Regions from separate parts of the Zea mays genome. Here region 1 is linked to region 2. The links are chromatin contacts, called in public Hi-C maps. All regions are on one chromosome and are shown on one strand. Each heading gives the region's core, a stretch centred on a gene start, on an enhancer-like site or on the middle of the called end of the contact. The rest is flanking DNA. Distances are from core to core; before and after follow the strand shown. Region 1 has its middle 120 kb from the start of LOC100279916. Region 2 holds the start of LOC100279916.

The links. Hi-C and Micro-C count contacts between places; a contact is called where the count stands out from the background.
Region 1: a contact with region 2 is called in a Hi-C map of leaf, with 6 times the contacts expected there. The contact joins the enhancer-like site here to the promoter of LOC100279916 in region 2. A contact is called at or near these places in 7 of 25 Hi-C or Micro-C datasets (ear, endosperm, leaf and 2 more).

The regions. Positions count from the first base shown.
Region 1 is chr4:119,183,761-119,189,059 of Zm-B73-REFERENCE-NAM-5.0, reverse strand. No RefSeq gene overlaps it. Among protein-coding and RNA genes, the nearest start is that of LOC100279916, 120 kb to the right of the region's middle. Within about 2 kb of position 2,944, at least 18 of the 20 cell types and tissues checked have an H3K27ac peak or open chromatin away from gene starts, as enhancers often do. A contact at or near this core is called in ear, endosperm, leaf and 1 more, where this site is marked.
Region 2 is chr4:119,061,613-119,067,234 of Zm-B73-REFERENCE-NAM-5.0, reverse strand. It overlaps LOC100279916, which reads left to right and starts at 2,550. Exons shown (of 5, transcript NM_001152868.1): 1 at 2,550-2,915; 2 at 3,004-5,142; 3 at 5,385-5,571. The coding sequence starts at 3,056.

The DNA of each region.
Region 1 (5,299 bases), core at 1,695-4,194, 120 kb before region 2:
TGTCTTCATATGATGTAATTATTTATCTATTTTATATAGAACTCCATTATATAATAATGATGTGACATTCGTTTCTGTACCATGGGTCATCATATGTGTGAGACTTGGTCCCAGCACACTTGGTGATTATTTTCACGCCCGGGTCTTGGTGCCCCCGAAACCCGGGTGTGATAGAAGTGGTATCAGAGGAATGTTGACTGTAGGACGAAACATAGATAGAACTGGACAACCCTTACCTAATTACCTTTGCTACTCTGATTCTTTCTAAACTTTTCTTAATCTTTCTCATCTATTGCTGCTTTACTCTGATTACTCTTACCTTTTCTCGTCTACAGACCAAAGTGGATTTCACACTTTGAAATCCTGTACCTAAAGTGACTATTAGGAATAGGAAACCTAATTCTAGGAACCGAATCAAAACTATTTTTGGTAAAAAAATTGTATGCATGAGTGTTTTTCCTTATAATACTGCTTTATTCGATTCTTTGATTGAGTGTGATGAGTTGTGGAGTAATATCCACAATTGCATCTGCATCGAAGCAAATAAAAAAAGTTAATATGTTTATAAGATAACTAATCCGCTCAGATTATCGCCCATTAAAATATATCTATCTTAATAGATCCATCTTATCTTAAAAGATTCTCTCTTATTTTAATAAATTCATCTTATCTTGAAGGATTCATATTATCCTAACCACTGTACTTATCCCACCATGATCATGATCTAACGCAAATTAATTAAATCTTATCTAGTCTGAGCTAGTCATACCAATCTAACCTAGATCTGATCTAAAGTGATAGATTAACCAAACCTTACGAAGGCTAACCTTAAGTTGAGCTAATCTAATGTAAGTTACTTAACAGGAAGGTTAATACTGATGAAATAGATTAGACTCTACTCCTATAAAACATGTTCACCCTGCACTAAATTAAGAACGACAGACCAACTCGGCCATATACAACAACTTGACCTACATAATACGTTACATAACTTATCCAACCAATCTAGAAGCAAACAACCAAACTAAATCGGACTAATCCCATTTAACTCTTAGCCACCTACTAAACTAGTGGCTCTACCTATTTGTCACCTACAAATCTGTCTTAACCACATGTTCCTATCCTGGAAGAAAGACACCAAGGTCTGAAAAAAGAGCTCAACCTTGACAAGGAAGGAGATGAATCAAATCCAACTTCAAGAGGAATCAAGATCCACAGTTCAGGATGAAGTCTCTTCTTATTATCCTTCCTTGCCCCGTCCTATACTTGACATAACCTTACCTCATCTGACCTAATAGAGGACTAGACATACTATGTCCATATGTTCCTAATAACTAGTATTTAAGAACTTGGAACAAAACTTTTGGTTCCTAAACCATATGTGAAACTAAATTTTAAACCAAACTTGTTACATCCCTTTTCTTATTAATCTCGAGGACGAGATTATTTTAAAGGGGGTAGAATTTGTAACGCCTCAAAATCATATTTTGGGTAATCTGATGAAATCTTTCAATAATTTAAATTAAAATGACTTTCAATCAGAACTTTGTTCCCTTTTGAATTATATCTACTAAACCAAATATGGTTCCTAATAAACAAAAGTATCCATATATGATTTTAGTTATTCCTTTATTGGAAAATATACTTATAAGTACTATTAAAAAGGATTTAATTTAAATCATACCCTGACACAGACAATACCTTAGAAATTAATTTTCTGAAAATAACTATTTATGTGTAAAGTGCATATCTAGAAGCATGTACTTAAATAGAGAAATGAATTAATAATGATATATATATATATGTATATATATGTATATTGGCATCCATGCTGGATTTTGATTGAGCATTAAATTTGAACTGAAAACCCAAAACCCACATTTGAAATTGGAACCAAATTGAATTTGGCAATGAAATAAGAAAATAGGAAAAAGAAAAAGAGAACCACTCATATAGGACCGACTTCCCGTGCCCTCGGCCCATCTTCACTATTTCCAGCGCTGGCCCTGCTGTGCCGTTTCCTTGGATCCGATAGGTGGGACCCGCTTAATAGCCTCAAGTGATTTTGTCGCGCCCCTAACGCCGACGTGGGGGCCCCGCCAGCCAGTGGCACCATGCGTGGAATTGTTTCCCTTCGCTGACTCCGTGGCCCACACGCCAACACACTCACCCACGCCCACGCCAGCTCTTCAGCGCGCGGGGGCACTGTCGCGTGGGACCATCTAGTCAGACACATCTCCCACCCAAGCTCCGTAATAGAGGCACCGAACTCGCTGCTGGGACTCTGGTCCTGATCCCGCGATCCGCGCATACTCGGAATTCACCGCTAGAAGTATAAATCTAGGGGCCGATGAACCCCCCTCCTTCCATGCCTGGTCGTGAGTTGAGCGCTTCATCACCGGATGCAAGAAACCATCCGCCGTTCCATGTGCGCGTAGAGAGTAATTGAGGGAGCTGCCACGGACGGAGTATGGCATCGACTTCGGGGTGATCGTTCGCCACTCGTGTGCGCTTCGGGCGTTCAGGACTCGAACGAGCATGAGGTTCGAGCTAGGTGCTCGGGGTCTTCGATGGTGATCGCGGGGCGCCGCGGTCCACACCGTGCGGGTGCCAGGATTGCCTCGGCGAGAATCACGGTTAGGGCACCCTGATTTGTTTCGCTGTCTCTCTGGCGTGGTGTAGAATCGGTTGTTCGTGTGTTTGGGGTGCGGGGTCCTGGGTTGGCCTACGCCGCGACTGACATCGCTCGCGCCGCCGCGCTTGTGCCTTGTGCGTCAGGAGGATGAGGGCGAGATGTGTGCCATTGCTCGCTTGTTGGACGGTGGAGATTAGATATCTGGTTGTCGCATTGAAGCTGAGATCTTGGCCATCCATCTAGAGTTCAACGGAGTAGATTAGATCGCATTAAATAAAATCTGGGTCGTCGACCGCTCGTTGGGCAGCTCGGATTTCATACCGATTCGGGTGAGATTCAATCTAATCTAGGCCATCAAAAACAGATCGTGCGGCCAGGATGCGAGGGTACCTCTTCGGCCGGGTATTTTCTATAAAGAGTCCCTCGAGTTCGGAATAATCTACCCGCAGTCCGGTTCTTGTCAAAGACCATTACAGCAAGGTCCTAAAACTTACAAAATAGACCCTGGATTTCAATGAAATAGTGGCCGCAGTCTAATAGCCGTGTATGATTATAAATTTAATATGAGAATTGCTTATTAGGTATGAAAATAAATCTAAGAACCTAAGAAACTCATAAATTCCTCATACTAGCTCCGGTTTGATCCGTTCAAATTGCACTAGATCCATAGTAATTTTGTCTACGTAGTACAACACTGATTTATGCAATATCCCATACTTTTATAAATGGAAAATCATTTAACCTATGTATAGTGGATTAATCTTCCTGATTAAAGCTAAGTATGATATCCTAACTTGGTCCTAATTCAGTTGTAAATTAGAAGGTGGATGAACTATCTATTTCTTAATAAATACCTCCCCACATGAATGACACTAATCAACATAGAATATAGTTTTATTTATTTAAATCGTGAATATCTTACGAAAAGTCGTTCTCGAACCCGCGATCTTGTAGCGAGGCGTAGATCATTATTATGCAATTTGTCTTTATGTTTGGTGTGATGTTAATTTTTCCTATACTATGTTTGTTGGTATTGCTATGACTAACAGTGAGGTCACGACAACCTGAAGATCATCCTGGTATCTGGGAATCTCAAGTCTAAGGCAAGTTGTGCCTTTAACCACTTTTATTTACCCAATAATGTTCTCTATAATCATTTTGGCATGCATAGGTTTAATTTTGATGGGACCCAATAGGTCACCCTAGTTTGGTCATCTTTACACCTTATTTACCCTTGAACTTTTGGGTAGTCTTTCCTATTGCTATATATGGTTTTGGGTGTTGAGATAACTATTACACATGGTCATTCCTTATTATTATTGTTCATGATAAGACTATTATGTTAATTGGAACATGGAGCTTAACTTGAGAAACATGTGCCACCACAAGGGTGGAATGGGACGCTCTTGGCTAACTAATTAGGAAAGCTAGTGAAGGACTACCTTACCCGAAAGGGGCAAGGGCAGTAGAGGAGTTGGCGTGTAGGGAGGTTCTTGGGTTGATTTTGCTGCGATGGTGGTCAGACAGGGGATTTGTGCATTGCGCTACCTAGAAACTGTAGCGGGTTTTCTGAAGCTAGTGAAACTTTGTAAAGGCCTCATAGTGTTACCCTGCTTCATCCTTGTAGTGTTACCCTGCTTCGTCTCCTCGGTAGAGATGAATGGGACTTCTAGACCCTTTAGCAACCGGGTGACATGACTTGTGGGTAAAGGGTGCAGCCTCTGTAGAGTGTAAAACTAGTATACTAGCCGTGCTCACGGTCATGAGCAGCTTAGGACTCCCGCATGATTAATGTATGGAATTAAATTCAATTTGTCATTTGCATCGCATTGTGGTTTATTATTAATTTTGATCTATTATTACTCTGGTTTGGTATCTACTTATACTTAGTAATTGCTAATAAAATTTTGACCAACTTTAAAAGCAATGCTCAGCTTTAACCATCCTCTTTGGTATGCCTTACACTTCACATGAGCTCCTACCTTTGGCGAGTTCATGCACATTATTCCTCACAACTTGTTGAGCGATGAACGTATGTGAGCTCACCCTTACTGTCTCACACCCCCACAGGTCAAGAACAGGTACCGCAGGATGAGGCGTATGGAGGATGATGTGATGAGTTCGTGAGAGGTCTAGGTCGTCGTCTCCGAGTCAACTTTGGGTTGCTGTTTCGTTGTCTTCATATGATGTAATTATTTATCTATTTTGTACAGAAATCCGTTATAAATTATTGATGTGACATTTGTTTCTGTACCATGGGTCATCATATGTGTGAGATTTGGTCCCAACACACTTGGTGATTATGTTCGCGCCCGGGTCTTGGTGCCCCGAAACTCAGGTGTGACATAAGGGCGATATCAAACAAAAGCTAAGGCTTGCAATGCGACATAGGAAAAGAGAACGACCAAGAGCGGATGTGTAAGACAACACTCTTGAACTAAAACGAGAGAGGAGGCTTTAAAATGCACGTATAGGATAAGCATCAAGGTAAGGATCGAGGGATAACAAGGGTGAGGGTGACAACGGGCAAACAAACAACAAAAGATGTATTTTAGACAAAACTTGCAAGGTGTAAAAGAAGGGGGAGCAGTCAATGATGAAATAGAGGAGGCATTATCCTCGAACAGGGATGGAAAAGAGGAGGCTTCAAAGGATAGGTTCAAA
Region 2 (5,622 bases), core at 1,301-3,800:
CTAGTCGCCAGTGCCACTCGCCATGCCGCCAACGCCAGTCGCCAGGGCAGCAACAACAAAGCAACGACGTGGAGCCAACAACAGCAAAGCAACGACGTGGTGCCCAAGACTGGCCGAGGCCGACTACGCGGTGCCACGGACCCGCGGTGGCGCGGTGCGTCGGGCGCGTGTGCGCGTGTGCCTGCAGCCAGAGCCTGGGATAGAGGATGAGAGGAGTGCGCTGGGAGCGGGGAGCCTGGGAGGAGGACTGCGCGTCTGCGCGCAGCCGCGCACTGCGGTGCTGGGGCCTGGGAGCTTGGGAGGAGCCGGAATGGAGCCTGGAGGAGGACGCCGTCGGCGGTCGGCCTGTCGGCCGCCTGGGAGCTACTGAGCTAGGGTTGTTGCCTTGCTTTGCTGGGACGGCTGGGATGGGATCAAGGACAGCCGGACTCCGGATAGGGAGTAGGCAGAAGCAGCGGCACAGCCCAGAGCCCACGGCCAACAGCGCAGCCCAATAGGCAACAGCCCACGACTAGGACCAGTTCGGGTAGAATGGGTACTTCGGGTACCGCGAGTGAATACCCGATTAGGCCCAAACTTAGTTCGGGTATTTAGTTTTGTTACCCGTTGGAATTGTTCGGGTAACGGGCATCGGGCTAAACGGGTACGGGTTCGGGTATTTTGGGTAACGGGCTTCGGGCTCGGGTTTTATGCCCAGTCCTACAATATAGCTTGGCTTCGAAGGTCCATCCTTCAGTAACTCCGGAGCAGGCCTCGACGATGACAAAGCCCTCATAGCTTATGAGATGGGTAGGGTATCTTTTCATGCCTCCGAAGAGGTACGTGTGATCAGTTTTTGCGGTGGTCTGAATCCTAGCCATCTGAGTGGACTGGAAATTGTCTGAGATGACTTAGCCAAAGCCAGCATTCGAAGCAGCGGTGGATGGGAAGCTTCGGAGGCACATAAAATTTTGGCAGCAGGTAGTTGTGGGCAGTAAATGTGATCCGCACCCACCCGCTCGGCTGTTTTATACTGAGAAATGGGTGTGAAGCGGCGTGAGACGTCGAAAAACATTCCCGCACATCACTCTCAGCATCTCCCTGTCCGTCTAACTTTCAGATCAATTGTTTTTATTGAATCGATCTATCTTCTTCATAACGGAATTCAGGAAGGTGTTTTTCGGACCTTCGGCACAAAGCCTCCCAATTTTATTTTTTACGATCTAAGTTCGTTACGAAGAAACAAACTCATCCCGCGAGGGCTACTGTTGGGGGCTTACCTTTGCCAGAGTTCTTCATTTAACCTTCACTTCGATATGAACAAGTGTGTTTCAAGTACACTTCAATCAATGGACGAAGCTGGTCTTCGGCCGAAGCAGCGTATAAAGAAGATTCACCCATGCGTGCAGATAATAAAGGTGTGTGCCGAAGTTGATAGCTTCGGCAAAAGGAGAAAGGCTTCGAACACAAGCCAGCGGAGAAGCTTTCACGCGATGAAGGCCAAGATCTGCGCAGCAAAGGAAGGTCATTTGTAAACAATGTGTGTAAAACCTTGAGGGGCATGATTGTAATTTTGTACGAAGGCGTTTCATTTTTTTTCTATAATTAGATGAACAAAGTCATGCATAAGATACCTTTTTGAGGACCATAGCTTCGGCCTTCGAAGAGCCATCATACCACCTTGTGTTAAGGAGCCGAAGGTATACTTATAAACTAATTTAATAAAAAAAAAGAAGTCGGAATAAGAATGCTAAGACAGATGAGTTCCATACAATATTTTTCATTGTCTTTTCACATCGTTTCATTTCCACTTCATTTTGAGAAACTTCGTCCTTCGCGCTAACACTTCGAACCAAAGGACGAAGGTCCAAATATTTAACTTGTGTTGCCTTGATTTTCGATACCTTCAGGGATTGAAATCAAGTACCAACGGATCCATATCTCATCAATAATGAAATATACTAAAATAGCATATTATCTTTATGTCTAGCATGATAAATTCATCGAACCCAACATAATTTTATTACAAGATCAACAATTCCATACTAAATGACAACATTATGCCATAAGATCATACAAAATATAGCACTCATAACCTAAAAGAGAGTTATTAATAACAACATACAACATTATGATAGTTATCTAATTGTTCAGTATACAATACTTAATATTTAAATGTTTAAGACGTGTAAGCTATTGAAACAAAAAGGGCATCATTCTTGCTCTTCCAATTTTATATGGAATATTTCTAATAATCTAGACACACATGACATGTGTTAGTGGATTCACGTGTGAAGAGAGAAAATACTCATAGCCACCATATCTAATGTATATAATAAAGTATCTAATAAAATACCTATAGACATAAAATTTGTTAAATATATGTTTTAATAGAGTTTTTACCCATCAAATATCGAGTTACTATTACCATCTATATTGATGCGCTATATCAAACAGCTGCTTTCAAACAACAACTTCCGAACCGTCCGGCCTTAGCAAATGACATCCGGGACCCACCAGTCCTTCTCCATACTCCCGAGTCCCGACCCAAGCAGCAGATAGAGGAATTGGATCCACGTGCACATTCACGCGCCCATCCAAAACTGATACTCCGACCCACCAAAAGCAGCGACCATTAATTTCCTCTTCCTTTTTATTAACTCCTTGGATTAAACCAATCAGCAAATTCTTGCCCGTGGAAATTAGAATTCCCCAGCAGAAATAGGTGCATCGTCGCGTTCTTTTAATCTAGTAAAATTCTTCCATTTTTTCAGTAATCCTTTCCCTTCCCCTGCATCGATCGGAGTATCGGACCAAGAACAGAGGGTAGAATCAGGTAGAAAGAAACAAGAACTGACTTAGCCAGTGGTAATTCCGGCCTCCATTTGGTGGATTTATCCAATACGATGGCAAGAGTGTCCGGTGAATCGTGACTTGTGAGTTCTTGCCCTAGGGTTTCTGATTCCCCGCCGCGAGATAAGTTGCAGAAATCGTAACACCTTTTCTTTTTGGTCTTTGCCTCAGAATTCCTGACGAATTTCTCGTGGTTTCCGTGGACAAAGCTGTGACCTTTGCGATGCAGTACAACCACCGTAGCCGCTTGCCGCCGCCGCCGCCGTTCGGCCGTGGTGGGTATCCTCGCGGCCACAAGCAGCCGTACTACGCTCCTCCTCCTCCTCCGCCGTTTCCGCCGGCGCCGCCGCCGCCGCCGCTAGAGCGCAAGTACGAGGTGCTTATGGAGGCCGGTCGCCTCGCTGCCGAGTATCTGGTTGCCCAGGGCGTGCTCCCGCCAGCCGCCCTCCAGCGTGGCGCCGGCATCTCTGGCACGTGGCTTGCTCATCCTCTTCCTCCGCCCCCGCAGCTACCACAGCAGCAGGAACCCCCCGGGTTTTATGGCCGGAGGAGGTACGAAGATGAATACAACAGTAACCCTAACGGCTGGCCTAGGCGAGCCAATGGCACTAGTAGCAGCACTAGTAGCAGAGATGATTGCAGCCGTGGCAGCTACAATGGAAGAGGGAAGAGGAAGTATGGGGAGTACAGGAGGGGGTATCTGGACTCAGGGAGAGACAGGGAGGAGAGAGGAAGGCCATTTCCGAACGGTCGGCACTACGAGGAGGATGGGGATGAAGATGGGGCACCTGGGTTTCAGAGAGAGCGCCGCGGCAATCGGGGGAATGATGAGGCGAGTACTAGTGTTACAGAGGCAGTGAGGGAGGGGACACCATTGACAGCGAAGGCTGTAGCAGGGTTATGCATGGAGGATACAACATCGAAGATTATGAGCTCTGTCAAAGATACTAGTAAGGATGCTAATGATGCATCAAAGGTGCTGGAGGAGACTGAGGAAGGTGAGGTGGAGGATGACAGTGGGACGCAAAATTCAGAAACTGAGGTGGTTAAGCAAGGGATAGACACCGATGTAAATCATGCTTCTTGTCGTGTTGTTACAGAGTCAGATCCCAAACAGTTACCATATGGTAAGATTGAAGATGAGGTTCCTGATGAGGAAGCTGGAAATGAAAAAAAAGTTATGGATGAGGCTACTTTGGATCACAACACTTCTGATGGTGAGACAAATATGGAAGTTGAGATGCATGTTGGTAAGGATAGTTTGATTGACTATTGTAACTTCACAAGAACCCCAACAAGGCCCAGGTCAGTGCGTGCACACAGAAATGCAGCATGTATCCCAGGAGAAACTGCAGTTGTTGAAACAGTTGATCTAGTTTCTTCTTGTCAAGCTTCACAGATGGTAATCGGTGATTCTGCTGAGAGATCTTTGACTAACGTCGCGTCAGAAAACAGAGAAGATAAAATTTGCCATGAAAACACTAGCTCTGGTGATGTCTGTGCTGAACCAAAAGAGTCGATGCTTCTTCAAGAAAATGGAATACCAGTTGGGACTGGAAACATGGTAGAAGAGAAGGTTGATGCACAACCACATGTGGTTGTCCAGCAATATAAGGAAGAAACTAACTTATCTCCGTTAACAGATGCCCTCAAGAAGAGCTTGATGCAGGAAACCACCTTATCTCCATTTGCAGCTTCTCACAAGGATAGCTTGACGCAAGAGGATGGCTTCATGCAAGAAGCTGATTTATCTCCGTTGACTGCTAATCACAGGGATAGCTTGATTGAAGAAACCAAATTGCTACCAACAACAGCTTTTCACAAGGTCAGCTTGATTGAGGAAACTGGCTTAACTCGGACAATATCTTATGAGAATAACTTGAAGTTACAATTTAAGGAAGGAACAAAGATCGGTGATATCGATATGCTGCCACAAGATGTGGACCTGATTGAGTTGCCCGATCAAAGGAAAATAATTGGTCATGATGTTGGTGCTGAAACTGTAATAGAAATGGAAAAGGGAAAGCTGGATCAATCTAGCTCACTAAATCTATCCGATCTTGACCTAGTTCGTGGTACAGAGGTTGCCGCTGTACACAATTGTCCAGCGTTGGTCCAGCCATCTGCAGCTGGATCTTCTGCAGAGTCAAATAATAAACAGCAAGAAGGTCCTGAAACTTTTACAGGCGCCAATGCCAGTCATACATATGATTTATGCCAGATTCCATTAGATAATAAGGATGTTCAAGTAATTGATATAGAATGTGGCACACCAGTTGAAGTTGATGGATTTGATTTGTCAAAGTCAAAGTAAGTTTCTTTGACTCCAATTATTTCCTACTCTATGCTGAAGTTTTTGTAGTGAATTTTTTTTTTGGCATCATATAGGAATTCCTGATAGTCCTGTATGCGTCTCTGGCCTTTTCCCTGTGTGTCAAGAGACCAGTGAGATATGGTTCATGACAGTGTTTATTTCGTTAGCACGCCAATATATTGTTTGTTTTCAGTGTCATGATATTTCTGCTAAAAGTTAAAATTTTTGATTCAACCAGGAATGAGATGATGTGCTCTAGCATGGATAGCATGATGGACCCCGGCCATGGAATACATACGGATATTCTTCCTGGTATTCAAGATGGATACAGCCTTGCATTTTCTGATTTTCTTGGTTCTGATATACCATGCTACCCATCAATGCAATCAGATCTTCATGCTGGAATAGGTGCCAACGACTCTGAGGTGAGGACGGGAGGCTGCTTGGTGCTTTTATGTATTTTTTTCTACTTGCAG